Regions from separate parts of the Zeugodacus cucurbitae genome. Here region 1 is linked to region 2. Evidence: chromatin contacts called from public Hi-C data. All regions are on one chromosome and are shown on one strand. The core of a region is the stretch at or near the end of the contact, and the rest is flanking DNA. Distances in the headings are between cores, read along the strand shown. Region 1 holds the start of LOC128921413. Region 2 holds the start of LOC105216310 (charged multivesicular body protein 1b).

Region 1 (6,688 bases), core at 2,560-5,059, 160 kb before region 2:
TCTATCACATAGCCTTTCTTGGCCTCCTCTAGCATGCGAACTGTAAAAAATCATTAAGATAAAAAATCGCCACCTCACAACTCTCAAGTGTACTTACTTTGTTGCTCCAAAATTGCATTTTGCTTCTTAATATCCTCGACATCTTTTTGATTCGCTTGTATCTTTCGTCTCATTACCTGTATGCATTCTGTTGTTTTCTTCAGTATTTGTGCACGGCTAGCCTGTAGTGGGAGTTGTGAGTCACAAACATTTACACAATGTTTTGAAAATATTTCAGAGCATTACCTTTTCACCCTTAAGTGTTGGCACTGCCTCACGTAGACTTGTAAAACTCTCTTTTATATGGTCACGTCTCTTCCGTTCCAAAGCATTGTGATGTGCACGCTTCTCAGCCTATTTAATTTAACATAAATTATGATTTCTTATTTAATTTTTTATATCAAAAGTCATGACGTCTGTGTATGTAAATAAACAACGAAAACGTAGGCAAAAACGACCATCACCACCACCCCCCAAGTTCCAATTAGTTTGATAGGTGCATATGTTTGTTTGTGTATGTAAGCATGTGCCAGCAGCACGCGCTCGCCAACACACAAGTTTACATAGTGACAAACACTCACCTGCGTAAAATTTTGTGTACTTGCATGCCTTGATGACTGTGCACCAGTATCCGAATCGTTATCATCCTATGAGTGAGAAAAAATAAACGGTGCAAAGTATCAAAATGAAACAATTTAAATGTTTGTTTTGTTTAGCGAATAATTTGTTGTTGCTATTTGTTATGACAAACAGATTCCTTACATCACTTTCAATGTCAATATCCCTTTCTTCGTCGCTCATTATCATCAATGCGAGGCCAGTACTTGGCTGATAAGCTCAATTAAAAATCGTTGCTAATTTATTTTGCGTAAAACACGGTTTTCACCAGTATATTTTGTAATCTGCTTGAAAATAAATCACAAATATTGAAACGCACTTATATCTGGGCCTCAAATTTTCACGCAAAAGCAAATGCGACACTCAAACAAACGAAAAACGTGCAAGGTAAAAAAGTAAAAATGAATCAGAATGATAAGAAAGACAGAATGGTAAATGGGCAATAATAAGAGTTGCCATGTAACAAAAATTAGCTAATTGTGAAGAATTGCCGTAATATATAAAAACAGAACATGAAATTGTTTACATGTTAATAATAAGTTTTGAATAATAAAAATAGGGGAGATTTTAGTTACTGGGGCGCCATGATTTGAGGCCTGTTTCATGTTAATTAGTCCAAAACAAACACTTTTTAAAGAATAAGATTTGAAATAAGTAATATATAATTAACACTGGATTCAAAAGAACACATTGAATACTAAATAAAATATAACATGAATATGTTTTGAAATATTTTTATAGAAAATGATGTCGCACAAAATTAAATTAAAATATTTTTTTATGTATTTATATATTTTTTAATTATTCAATTTTCTTGATTTTTCTGCTTGCCAAATATTTAAGTCTATAAATTCACAATAGCTATAATATACGGTTTTTGTCTTCGATATAGAAACTAACCGAATACTCCCATCATTTACTAAAAGCATGAAATTATTTATAAATATGCTTTGAATAAGAAGTCATGAATAACCCTTTATAGCAGTAGTAAAAGCTATACAAGTTATACGCTAAACAGTTTTCGAACATATTCGAATTATAGTTCACTTATCTTCGTTAAGTTCTTGGCTTTTCATGCCAATAAGGAACTATGAGTATTCGAAAATAATGGGATTTCGGAAGAGCAACCTCTCGGCTATAACCGCGTAAGCAGTGTCTACGCCAGTCAAGAAGAACCTGTTTTATGGCAAGGAAATCTAAACTCTGGAGCTTTGGAACCAAAAGCTTTTTGAGAGCAGCTTTATTTCAAATTTTATAACATTGCTGTTGCAGGTTGTATCGTATTTAAAATATTTATAACTTAAACAGAGTGAGTAAGGGAATTTAAAAAAGTTCTTGTACGGTAGTTTGTTGAAAGGTGTTATGACAAATTTCTGGTGCGTGGACTTTTCGTCTAGAGGAAATCAAAAATTTCACAGTCTCTGCATTCGCAATCAGTTAAGTCTCCAAAAAGTCTTCAAATCTATGTACATACGTATCGATATTATAGGTATTAAAGTTGTCTTGTATAAAAACGATTATCATATCATAAGTTCACTCGCCTCAATGAAATCTTTAACTTTCTTCAATCATAACACATTAGAAATATCGTTATATATAGTATATACATAGGTCCTAAGGTCTTACCAGCTTTCAAAGAGTTATTGTATGTGATTGGCGTTGAAACCGTTTAGCCGAAGCCGAATCGATTATAGCGCCCCATACCTATATTTCCTTCGCAGTTCGGGGCCAGTTGGAAATCCTAAGAGTATCGATATATTGTAATAGCGACTCACCTCTGGTATTTGTACTGGAGCTAACCCAATAGGGTGTGCCTGGCGTTGGCATCACACCCTATTAGGATATCTTCTCTGTTGTTGTTTTCGATTACTTTTCTGAGGGCTGCGGGTGGTACGTCCCCATCATGTGCCATGTAGGTTGAGATCATAAAGAAATGTTTTTCTTTTTGCTCCACCTTTACAACTGTGGTATCTGCTGTGCTGTAATTTGGACAAAGAAATGCATTTATATTTTTATTGATAAGAATGCATGCCCTTGGTTTACCTTCATTACGCATATAGAAAAGATTAAAATTGCTGCTGTTTAGCCCTTTGATCGTGTCCTCCTTGACCCAGGGCTCTTGTATAAGGCTGAGGTTTACCTTCATTACGCATATAGAAAAGATTAAAATTGCTGCTGTTTAGCCCTTTGATCGTGTCCTCCTTGACCCAGGGCTCTTGTATAAGGCTGATGTCGACGCCCCTCTCACTTATGAGGGTAGTCAGATTTGCTGTAGCACTCTTTGAGTTTCCCTCCAAAGGGGGTAACCAAATGCCTACACGAGGCCTCTTTGGAATTTCACTGGCGGGTATAAGCCTCAATTGGAGGCTCTCAAAGGCGTTGCTAATCTTATCTACACTACTCGTCAGGAAATCAAGAGAGGACTGGTTCATACATTTGATCACCCTGTAACCATTCAGGGTTTCGGAAGAGTCAAACTCCGGATGAGGACCCGCAGGATTGTCGAGCACATAGCTTAACACTGAACCCGACAATCTGACGTCGATCTCCACCCATCTGTCCTGTATAGTATTTGGTGAGGATGAATTTCCGTCGATAATGGCTACCTGTAGGCAGTCCCTGGCTACATCGCTGAAGTGTCTTGCAGCATTTGTACTATTCTTCTCGCTTTCACCCTGCCTAGGTTTCTTGAGCTGGGTTCCTTGCGGTTCATTGAGGGAGCGATTCCTTTTCTGGGAACTGTTCGCCTTCGTATTCTCTTCCAGTGGTTTTGATTGCTTCCTTTTCAGGAAGCTTTCATACTCCTCCACTGTTTCCTGTAGCCTCTTTATCTCCACTTCATCAACGGATTTACCGGCTACCTAATCCTTGGCTATCTTGCTTAGCACAAAGACTGCCCTCTGGTACCGGTTTTTCCGCAGTTGATTTTGCGATTTCTTCCTTTTCTTTTTTGTTGTTTCGCCTTTAGCTGCCAGTACACTTTGGTTGGTGTTCTTGGCGGCGCTGGAGGTGGAAGCTTCCACATCTGGCTTACGAGTACCCTGATTGGTACCCACTGCTGTCACAACCGGTGTACTGTGGCTGGTACTCCCGGTAGTACTCTTACTCGTCTCCGGGCTGGAGGCGAGTAACTCGTCCTCATCGGATTCCATTATAGGACTCCGATATGTAATAGCATTTCCGGTGGTCATAGCATTGGTCGTCAAGTTAGTTGTTGTAATTGTTGTTGTTGTGGTTGTTGTTGTTGTTGTCTGGTTCATAGTTGGTCCCACGAGTAAGCCGGAAGGGGTTGGTCACTCGTACGCAGAGCCGGTATGCGCAGAGAAGGCATTTAGATACCTCCGACCTCGCCCGGGCATCGGAGGGGATTGAGGACCATAAATCTTGCGCAAAATTTTCCTTTCGAAAACTCCAAGTATCCGTCTCATCTGATGTTGACATCGACAACGCTGCTGCACCATAAAGCAGGACGGGAATGATTAGCGTTTGATAGAGTTATTAGGATTTCCAAATAAAAAAGAAAGACAGTTGGAACCGTTCGCCAAATAAAGCTACTTACTTAAACAATATTTGTGGATTTACGGTATACGCAATATATCACGGACGCTTGATCCATTCTTCTTTTTTAGTGACAGAAAATTCCGATTTTTTCATCTCGTGCACATGTTTGGTTTAGTAAGGATTTGATAATTAGTTCGTATAAGTTATTGAATCCAAAGTTGTTTCCAGTGTGGACCAATGGTCTAAAATTTAAAGAAGTGGAGTCTGCACAGCCTTTCGGAATGTGTCAAAAAAGTTCTTCAGAAGTTCTGTTCGTAGTCCGTACGATCCTTGGATATACTTACATGTGTACATTTATACGAGGCTTGCGACTTACAACTTATGTATCTAGGTTTCATTACGTGTCACTGGATAAAGAATCGTCGGGGATATTGAAGATGATTTCGTCGTCTCTTTTCTTTCATGACATGACTGAAACATCCAGGTTCGAACAATTCATTCGTTTTGTAAAGCCGTATATTGTCAAAGCTGCTGTCTAGTTTTCGCAAGACTGAGAAGTCTCTGCTGTCCAGTTTTCACTAGACTGAGGTTGATGCATCTTGGATATCGTACTTTTGATAAACACTACACATTTACTGGAATCGTGCTGCCTTTACAGATTTGTGACAGACTCAAGCCTTTCTTCGATACATTAGGGTCTCCAGTAATCAATACCTGGACGTTTTTGGTATGATCATGGAACGGTGTTTCAGTTGTTCAAGTGAGATCCCCGAGACCTAGTTCCTGTTGATTACTCACGATTGCTCTGTGGAAGTAGGCTTTAAAGAAAGAACGATAACTGTTTGTTTACTCTGCCTTTCGATAAACAGTCAGTACGTGGAACACCTACATTGCTCCAACGTTATACTAGAGTAATTGCCTCCTCTAAATTCTCATGTGAAAAAAGAACCTTCATATTATGTAACAATACTCTCTAATCTCATGAGATGCAAAAGTTTCGATTTCAATAACCTCAATTACGGCCAGTCATATAATTTTCTTGTGGTCTCATTAATCTTGTTCGTCGAGTTGAAGACCTGGCTTAAGTATTACGAATGTTTTTAACCCATTCTATCTTAAATATATCCAGTGTTATGATGAGTTCGACGTTTTTTCGGTTGGGAAGTGTAGGGAGGTCCCGATCGTATTTACTGTTTCACGTTCATTTACTCCTTCAAATGAAGTTTTTACATTGTGAAGAACGTTCCAGGTACAGCTTTGAAACTTGAAACAACTGATATTCCTGCATATGACACAACATGTTGCCTGAAGGAGAACAACTACCGTTAATGTTAACATGCACCCCTGCAACATGTGCTGAATCTGTCTGACGCTGTTAATCCGCCGAATAACAGTGGATAAAGAGTCGCTTAACATTGGCTGAATACTTTTAGGCGCAAAGCGTATTTCTTACTGCAATTCCAACATTGCCGAGAGCGCGCGAAATTATTTAAAAATAGCTGACTGGGCAACGCGACAGACATTCACGTGCGTCTACAGCAGCAACATGGGTGTCATGGGCTTTGCCTTACATTAAAACCGATGTGTTGTGTGTTCTACTGACGAGAAGTGCTTACCCACATATGTATGTATAAATACAACGCTGGTCATGTATGAATGTACGTGTGGAGCTAACGGACACAACCTTTTCACGGTGTTAACGTGCATTAGGTGCCGTGCTTAATAGAAGCGCGCTAAGCTATAGACGCTATATGGGTTGAAAGGGCTGCTTGCTTCGTATGTTGAGCTGAGCTCGTTCGTGACGTCTATATTTTTTTGGTGATGAGTCTTGTACGGCGTGTCCTTCAGGGATAGCGGCAGCACTGCTTATAACTGCATACCTATGTATGTGTGAAAGGTACAATTAGACAAACAAGCAAGTGGGACAAGGGAACATGAAAAACAAGAAAAATAAATGAAAACAAAACAAAAGGAAAGGAAAACACAAATAAACAAATACTCGAAATACGGGCGACTGCCGAGCAGACAAACAGTTTAATATACAGGCATAACATACTGGAGACATCATATATATATCTAGTATATATGTATATAGAAAGTGAGATCTAGCTATGTGCGTCCAAGTGGCCATAAAAGCAGCAAACAAACTGTAACATAGACAGTTCGTAAAACAGCTGCTGCCAGCACTTTGGTGACAATGACTATGCCATACTAAAATAGCATTGCCTTGCGTGCGTGCTCGCCGGTTCCTTCTTCGTTTTTGTTTTTCTTTTTTCCACTTTGCGTGATTTTCCTAACCCGTTTAACCTGACGTCAACGTCATGTGCTGTTTGTGCGCGTCCCTTAAGCGCATTATTATCCATAGTTCTTGGCTGCTTAGCGTTTGCATTCTGGTGACACATATTTCCTCCACTATGACACTTTTCGTCATAGTACCGTTATTAGCTTTGTCGCTTTCGTCTGCTTAAATAAGTTAGGTTATGTAAATATCTAAGTTGATATACTTAACTCTATTTATGCCGGAATTTAG
Region 2 (6,482 bases), core at 2,567-5,066:
TAAATTAAGTTGGTCCAATCTTGGTTCGGCGACGATATTGATTACTCGAGGTCGATTTATGTTACGCAGCATGATTACAACTCGCACTACTTTTAATTGGAAAGTGAGTGGTGATAGTACAGGCAATTTTAAATAGCTTGGGATAATTGACTACGTCATCCTGGTTTGTAGCTGTGTCAACTCTCCTGGACCGAAATTCTAAATTGTCGCATTAAGATCATCGATATCTTTGTTTTTTACCACCAATAAAGGTCATTCAATCAGTCATTTATGGTTATCATATTGAGGTTTCATGTCAGGAAAACTTCTCTTTCAAGTCAATTAAGTGACAGAAATCTGTTGGAAATGCTATTAATCCATCGAGGTGTCAACTGCGAACTGCTTCTACAATCGCAATTTGATATTGTTGCAAAAACACTCATATGTTAGTTGTTAATTGGCGATTCTTTATGTGTCGCCACAAATTAAATGACTTTAGGCATGCGATTAGCCCGTCAGTAACAGTTGATCCAGGAATAATTGGAAGAGTCTGGCGTAAATCACCTGTTAACAGAATCCTGGCTCCACCAAAAACGTTTATCGACAATCAAGATCTTTTAAAGTCCTGTGCAGTACCTCCAGCGACTTCTTGAATATTTAGAAAATCTTCGTTATAGCGTTTTTTTGGCGATTTTGCCGACTGGTGTTTCGTTCATTTGCAATTTAGGAGTAATTTCAAAGCCGAATGTGCCGTCTGTTTGCTTATTGCTTACTAACAGGTGCCAAATTTGTGGTGAAAATGAGTGAAATTGGTTCTGGAATTACATCAGCCCTCATATACTATATGTGATGATTTTCTATTGGACCTTATGCCGAATATATAGGTCAAATTGTGTGTTATCTTAATAAAATTACATCAATAAATTGCGAGAGTATAAAATGTTCGGTTGGACCCGAACTTAGCCTTTCCTTATTTGTTACAAATTGTTTTGGGCTATCGACACAACCTTATACAATTGAACAATAACAAAAATATTTTAACAAAGCAACAATGGCAACCTTCAAAAAATTATTTTTTTGTTTTCTCTTTTTGTATTTTTCTTGTTAACTCGAATAAAATTCTATTATTGATATCTTCCTCGCAATTTTTCCATATTTACTCACTTTCTAATCTTTTTCTGGCCTTCCACGAATATTTCAAGACTAAAATTAGCCAGATCGGTTTGAACTTCAACAACCAATAACTTCCCGATTTTAGAAAAATTTTAATTTCCCTCGCGGAAAGTTAAAAAAATGTAGGGGTGGACCACCCTTAATATTTAGGATTATGGAAAATAGATGTTGTCCGATTCTCCACCCTAGCCGATATGCACGCTAAGATTCACGAGAATCGGTCGAAGCGGTTTCAGAGGAGTTCAATAACGTACACCGTGACACGAGAATTTTATATATTAGATAAAACAGAGTTTTCAGCAATTAAAAAACATATTCAGCCTTATTGTAAACTTCATGTGAAACGATATTCCGAATGAAAAAACTCAAACATTTCTGTTTTTTGTATGAAGAATTTTTATTTCCACACGAAATCGTATCATGAATTTCGTGTGAATTAAAATTTATATTCGAATTTCGGCATTGTGTCACAAATAATTTTGTTTTGATTTTTTAATTACTCGTATTGGAACTATAAATAAAGATTCCGTTCATAAAGCCAATTACGCGGCTGTTTTAGCATAAAAGCATAAATTTTCCACATAAAAATTTTCAGTGCTGGCCCGACTTACATCCCAACCACGGAAAAATATATATATTTGAAGGGATAATTTAATAAAATAACTTGAACGGACGCACATTGGACAGCTTAATAGTCACGTTCTATTCTGCAATCGATTTCGATGGTGGCCCCATGATATCCAGGGAATCATATTAATATTCCAAAATGCATGCACTTTCTCCTTATTTTCTATGTAAAAGCTGTTTACTATATCAGGATTTTCTACCAAAAACTTCAACTGTGTTTTGTTAATGGCTGTTTCCCACAAGAGGAGGAATACACTTAGACTATAAGGATAGTCCTTTAGGAAGTCAGAAAAAAAAAACCTAATAGATATTAAGGCTCGAAAAAACGCAGTGAACCTACTACATATCTGCATATTTTTTACTTCTAAATTCGCTTATTCGCCAGGATAAAGTTTTTAATGGGTCAATGACCCATTAAGTACCAGAAGTATGAGGGAGGGCGCCCTAGACATCTTACGATTTGCCTTGGGTCAGAAGGATTTTCTGACTGACCAGCTTTTATTCTTTCAGCTGAAGCCCAATTGTCCAGTAGACAGTAAATCACAAGGGCGTAGTTGGTGTTCGTATTTATTCGCCTTCTACTGTAGGTAGACTTACGTGCCTAGCCTTGAAAGCTCATTAGCCTTACCTTATTACCTAGGATTCCTCCGTGAGCAGGCACCTAATAACTGGTATCGAATGAAAGGAAGGATAGACATTTTTTACCAGTCACGGGCGCGTGGTCTGTGAGCACTTACTACCAGATTGAATCGTCACTTAACCGAAGGATGCTACGCTTCGAAGTATTAGATCCAGTGCTATTTTTTTAGCAGCCACTTGCGCTTTAAAAACACTAAAATAGTCTTGAAGACTTTTGAAGCGCCCTCCACCGCACGAGGATCATACCGAATAATAATTTAACTATGGTTTCATATATCGTTAAACGTAGCAGCAGATCTACTTCTTCGAAGTGGAGCGTCCTTCAGATTAATGACAATTCAGGAAATTGTAGGACTACACATGTCAGTCTTATCGACAGGAGAATGGAAACAAGTAGGAGCACTACCTATCCTATTGTGATTTTCTACTGGACAATTGGGCTTCAGCTAAGCTGCACAAACGCTAGTCAGTATCAAGATCCTTCTGACCCAAGGAAAATCTCGACGTTTTACGAGTTCTCGACATCTTGGGAGCTCTTTGTCCTCAGTATTATTTTGAAGGGGTTATTGTCCCTTTAAAAATTGGAACCAGGTGGTAGCTGCAGAAGTTGCCTGGAAGAAGATGAGGTGGAAACAAATCAACACTTCCATATGGAATGATAATTTATGCTTTACAACAGTCTCGTAATTGGCTTTTTAAACGAAATCTTCAATACGAATCATCAAAAAACCAAAACAAAAATATTTGTGACAGATTATCGAATATAAGTTTTCATTCACACGAAATTCATGATACGAAATTTTCTTTCGTGTGGAAATAAAAATTCATGGGAATGCTTTATTGACATGAAGTTAACAATAGGGCTGATTTACTTACACAAAATACATCTCAAAACTGCTTTACCAATAGTAAGAACACCAATCGCAACATAATACTTTTATATGCACTAGTATTGCTCCACTATGAACGCTATCGGCGATTTTTAGAATGTTACCTTTAATACTTGTGATATTTACAATTATTAGAATATATATGACACACACACACACCGCACAGCTTTCAATTAAAACCAACAAAAGAAGCACTATTATTTATAAATTAGAACCAAATTGCTAGAAATTCACGCGTAATTTGTAGAAAAGGAAAGGGAAACGATTAAATAACGGAACTAGCAAAGACACAGAAATCACAGGGTGTATCAAATGATAATATACTCTTAGCTATTTTAACTAACAAGAAAAATTAAATTAATATAAAAATAAATTATTGCAAAAATAAACTAAATTCTCCATTAAAAGAATAAAATATATTTAGAAATTTGTCGTTTAATATTTTTTATTTATTCTTTCCATTATTAACAATACGAAATATTTCGCTGTTGCACAACACTGCAGTGATATGAGCTCACAGCTGTCAAACAAAATGATTCATAACATAAATTGGGAAAACTAGAATATTATCAATACTGCGAAATTAAGCCAATTGTGCTTAAAATATACATAAAAACCACTCCAAACACAACAAAAAGTATTTAATTAACTAAGTTTATTTGTGCAGTTTTTCATTTGTATAAAGGCCATCAAACTGGGTAACGAAATGTCAACATCGTCCATGGAAAGTAAGTGCAGCACTTCAATGGTGTAAAAAATATTTACTCTTCGTTACTACAATTTATGTTTTCCAACAATTACAGAACACCTTTTTAATTTAAAATTTGCGGTTAAGGAGTTGGAGCGCAATTCGAAGAAATGTGAAAAAGAGGAGAAGCTGGAAAAGGTCAAGGCCAAGAAGGCCATACAGAAGGGCAACATGGATGTGGCACGCATACATGCGGAAAATGCTATAAGACAAAAAAATCAAGCAGTTAATTATTTGCGTATGAGTGCACGTGTGGATGCGGTGGCAAGCCGTGTGCAATCGGCGTTAACTACGCGTAAGGTAACCAGTTCAATGGCTGGTGTGGTGAAGGCTATGGATGCCGCAATGAAGGGCATGAATTTAGAGAAAATCTCCTCACTGATGGAGAAATTCGAATCACAATTTGAAGATTTGGATGTACAAAGTTCGGTTATGGAGAATACAATGTCGGACACAACTACAACTTCAGTACCTCAAGGAGATGTTGACAATCTACTACAACAGGTGGCAGATGAGGCTGGGTAAGAAAATATTATAACAATTAAAGTAACTCGATAATGTAACTTATGCCTTCTACCTTATGCAGCTTGGAGTTGAATATGGAATTGCCCAGTGGTGTACAGAGTTCTACAATTGGCGCCTCAACACAAGTATCACAAGAACAAGACGAGTTGACACAGCGACTGGCACGTTTAAGACAAGCCGAGTAAATACACTGCATTTAAGGTCAATAAATCCAATTTGATTTTGCGGTTTTGATAGTTTTTTTGGTATTACTTTATATTAATAAAAAGCGAACATTTTTAAATGATTTAAAATTGCTAATTGTATTATCACCAGCTCTAAAAAGGGCACATGTAACTGTTATGTGCTTTTGTCAATGGATATATGCATGTTACACACGAACGTTCGGAAAAATCATAATTTATATGCTATTAAATACATGAATCTCTATTCAAATATCTTGTTTGTATTGTACAAATTGTTGTTGCAGCAATAATTGTTGCTGCTGTTGTTCATTGAAATGTGGTAATTGTTGTATAGTACTTCCCTCAATATTGTTGGGTTGTGATGCTGGGTTCTTTTTCATGCGTTGTTTGCGCACCTTCTTGACTTTTCCCTCTGTTGGTTCTTCGGTGGGATTCTTTGGCTTGGGCTTGGGTCCACGTTTCTGTTCAATTTTACGTTTTGGATGCGGTGCCACCATCGGCAATTGTCGCCAAATATCATTATGTTTATCAAGTCGACGCTTCAATAGCTCCACATCGCGTGTACGTCTACGCAAAAGCTTTTTAACTGTGTTTATGCTGAAATTGGAATTTAAGATTGAATTGATGACAATTTAAATAATAATAGTTTAACTTAGTACCGCAGCACAGAACGTTCATTCTCTATTTGCAGTTCCTGGCAACGTTCATAGATTTTCTCAGCAAGTAGTTTGTACTTTTGTACCTTCTCATCAAGTAGCATATTTGTATTGTATTTTATACTTATTGCATGCCAATAATTATGTTGAAACTATTATTTCATTCCAACTTATTGAACTCGCGTTATTTTTTTTTGATATTTTATAAATGTAAACAATACACTAAACTTCACTGCTTCTTCTTCAAATGGTTGTTAGTTCTTACTCATTCACAATAAGCAAATTATTTTATAACACTAATTAGCAATTAATTATAATTAAAACATAAAATACAATTTAGAGTATCAAGTATTAACTGTAGATAGAAAATAATTTAGCAAATTATTTAAAATATAGAAATAACAAGTTAGTTTTTACTGTTTATGTGTAAATCAGTACGATAATATTAATGTATCGAAATATGTTTATCGATATATTGTAGTGTTCTGACAGGTGATTTTATGACTGCTCATTGTTTTGATAAACTGGGGAAGACATAAAAAGCCGACATTGTCAACAAAAAAAAATTGAGGATACATTTTACTGCTGCATAGTACAAGGCGTTATGGCCTCTTCTTCAGACTCTACAGTAGCTGCAGCGAATATTGATGCAAAAAGCGAAAAGAACACAAATCTTACAGTCTCGGGGAAAACGTCTGCCAACAACACCAAAATGACTATAGCAACTATACAAAAGGCCTATCACGACATACTCAAAGATCCCACAAGTCTGGATGAGGCTGCACACTATTTATATCAATCGTTACTGGACGATGCTGTTGTAGGTGTTTTTCTAGAAATACATCATTTGCATAAGACTGGTAATTTAGAAGCACTCGATGGTGTACCCGAAGAAGGCACAGACGCTTCCTATCGCATTGTAGATATGCCAAATTATGATATTTTTGGCATTTCATCAGTGAAAAAACTAATGGATTGCACTTGCCCCAACTGTGATAGGCCCGTGTCGGCGTCACGTTTTGCACCACATTTGGAAAAGTGTATGGGTATGGGACGTAAT

Evidence for each region. Hi-C and Micro-C count contacts between places; a contact is called where the count stands out from the background.
Region 1: a Hi-C map of whole body shows a contact between it and region 2, with 2.9 times the contacts expected there. The contact joins the promoter of LOC128921413 here to the promoter of LOC105216310 in region 2. A contact is called at or near these places in 2 of 2 Hi-C or Micro-C datasets (both in whole body).

The regions. Positions count from the first base shown.
Region 1 is chr4:18,938,589-18,945,276 of idZeuCucr1.2, reverse strand. LOC128921413 reads right to left here and starts at 3,809. Exons shown (of 3, transcript XM_054229057.1): 1 at 3,636-3,809; 2 at 2,701-3,518; 3 at 1,884-2,636. The coding sequence starts at 3,809. The coding sequence ends at 2,724. It overlaps LOC105216324 (protein max), which reads right to left and starts at 1,053. Exons shown (of 5, transcript XM_011190764.3): 1 at 802-1,053; 2 at 621-686; 3 at 286-393; 4 at 98-221; 5 at 1-40. The coding sequence starts at 846.
Region 2 is chr4:18,778,698-18,785,179 of idZeuCucr1.2, reverse strand. LOC105216310 (charged multivesicular body protein 1b) reads left to right here and starts at 3,816. Exons shown (of 3, transcript XM_011190738.3): 1 at 3,816-4,036; 2 at 4,112-4,577; 3 at 4,643-4,874. The coding sequence starts at 4,015. The coding sequence ends at 4,766. LOC105216315 reads right to left here and starts at 5,674. Exons shown (of 2, transcript XM_011190752.3): 1 at 5,426-5,674; 2 at 4,838-5,363. The coding sequence starts at 5,526. The coding sequence ends at 5,012. It overlaps Sgf11 (SAGA-associated factor 11 homolog), which reads left to right and starts at 5,917. Exons shown (of 1, transcript XM_011190728.3): 1 at 5,917-6,482. The coding sequence starts at 6,027.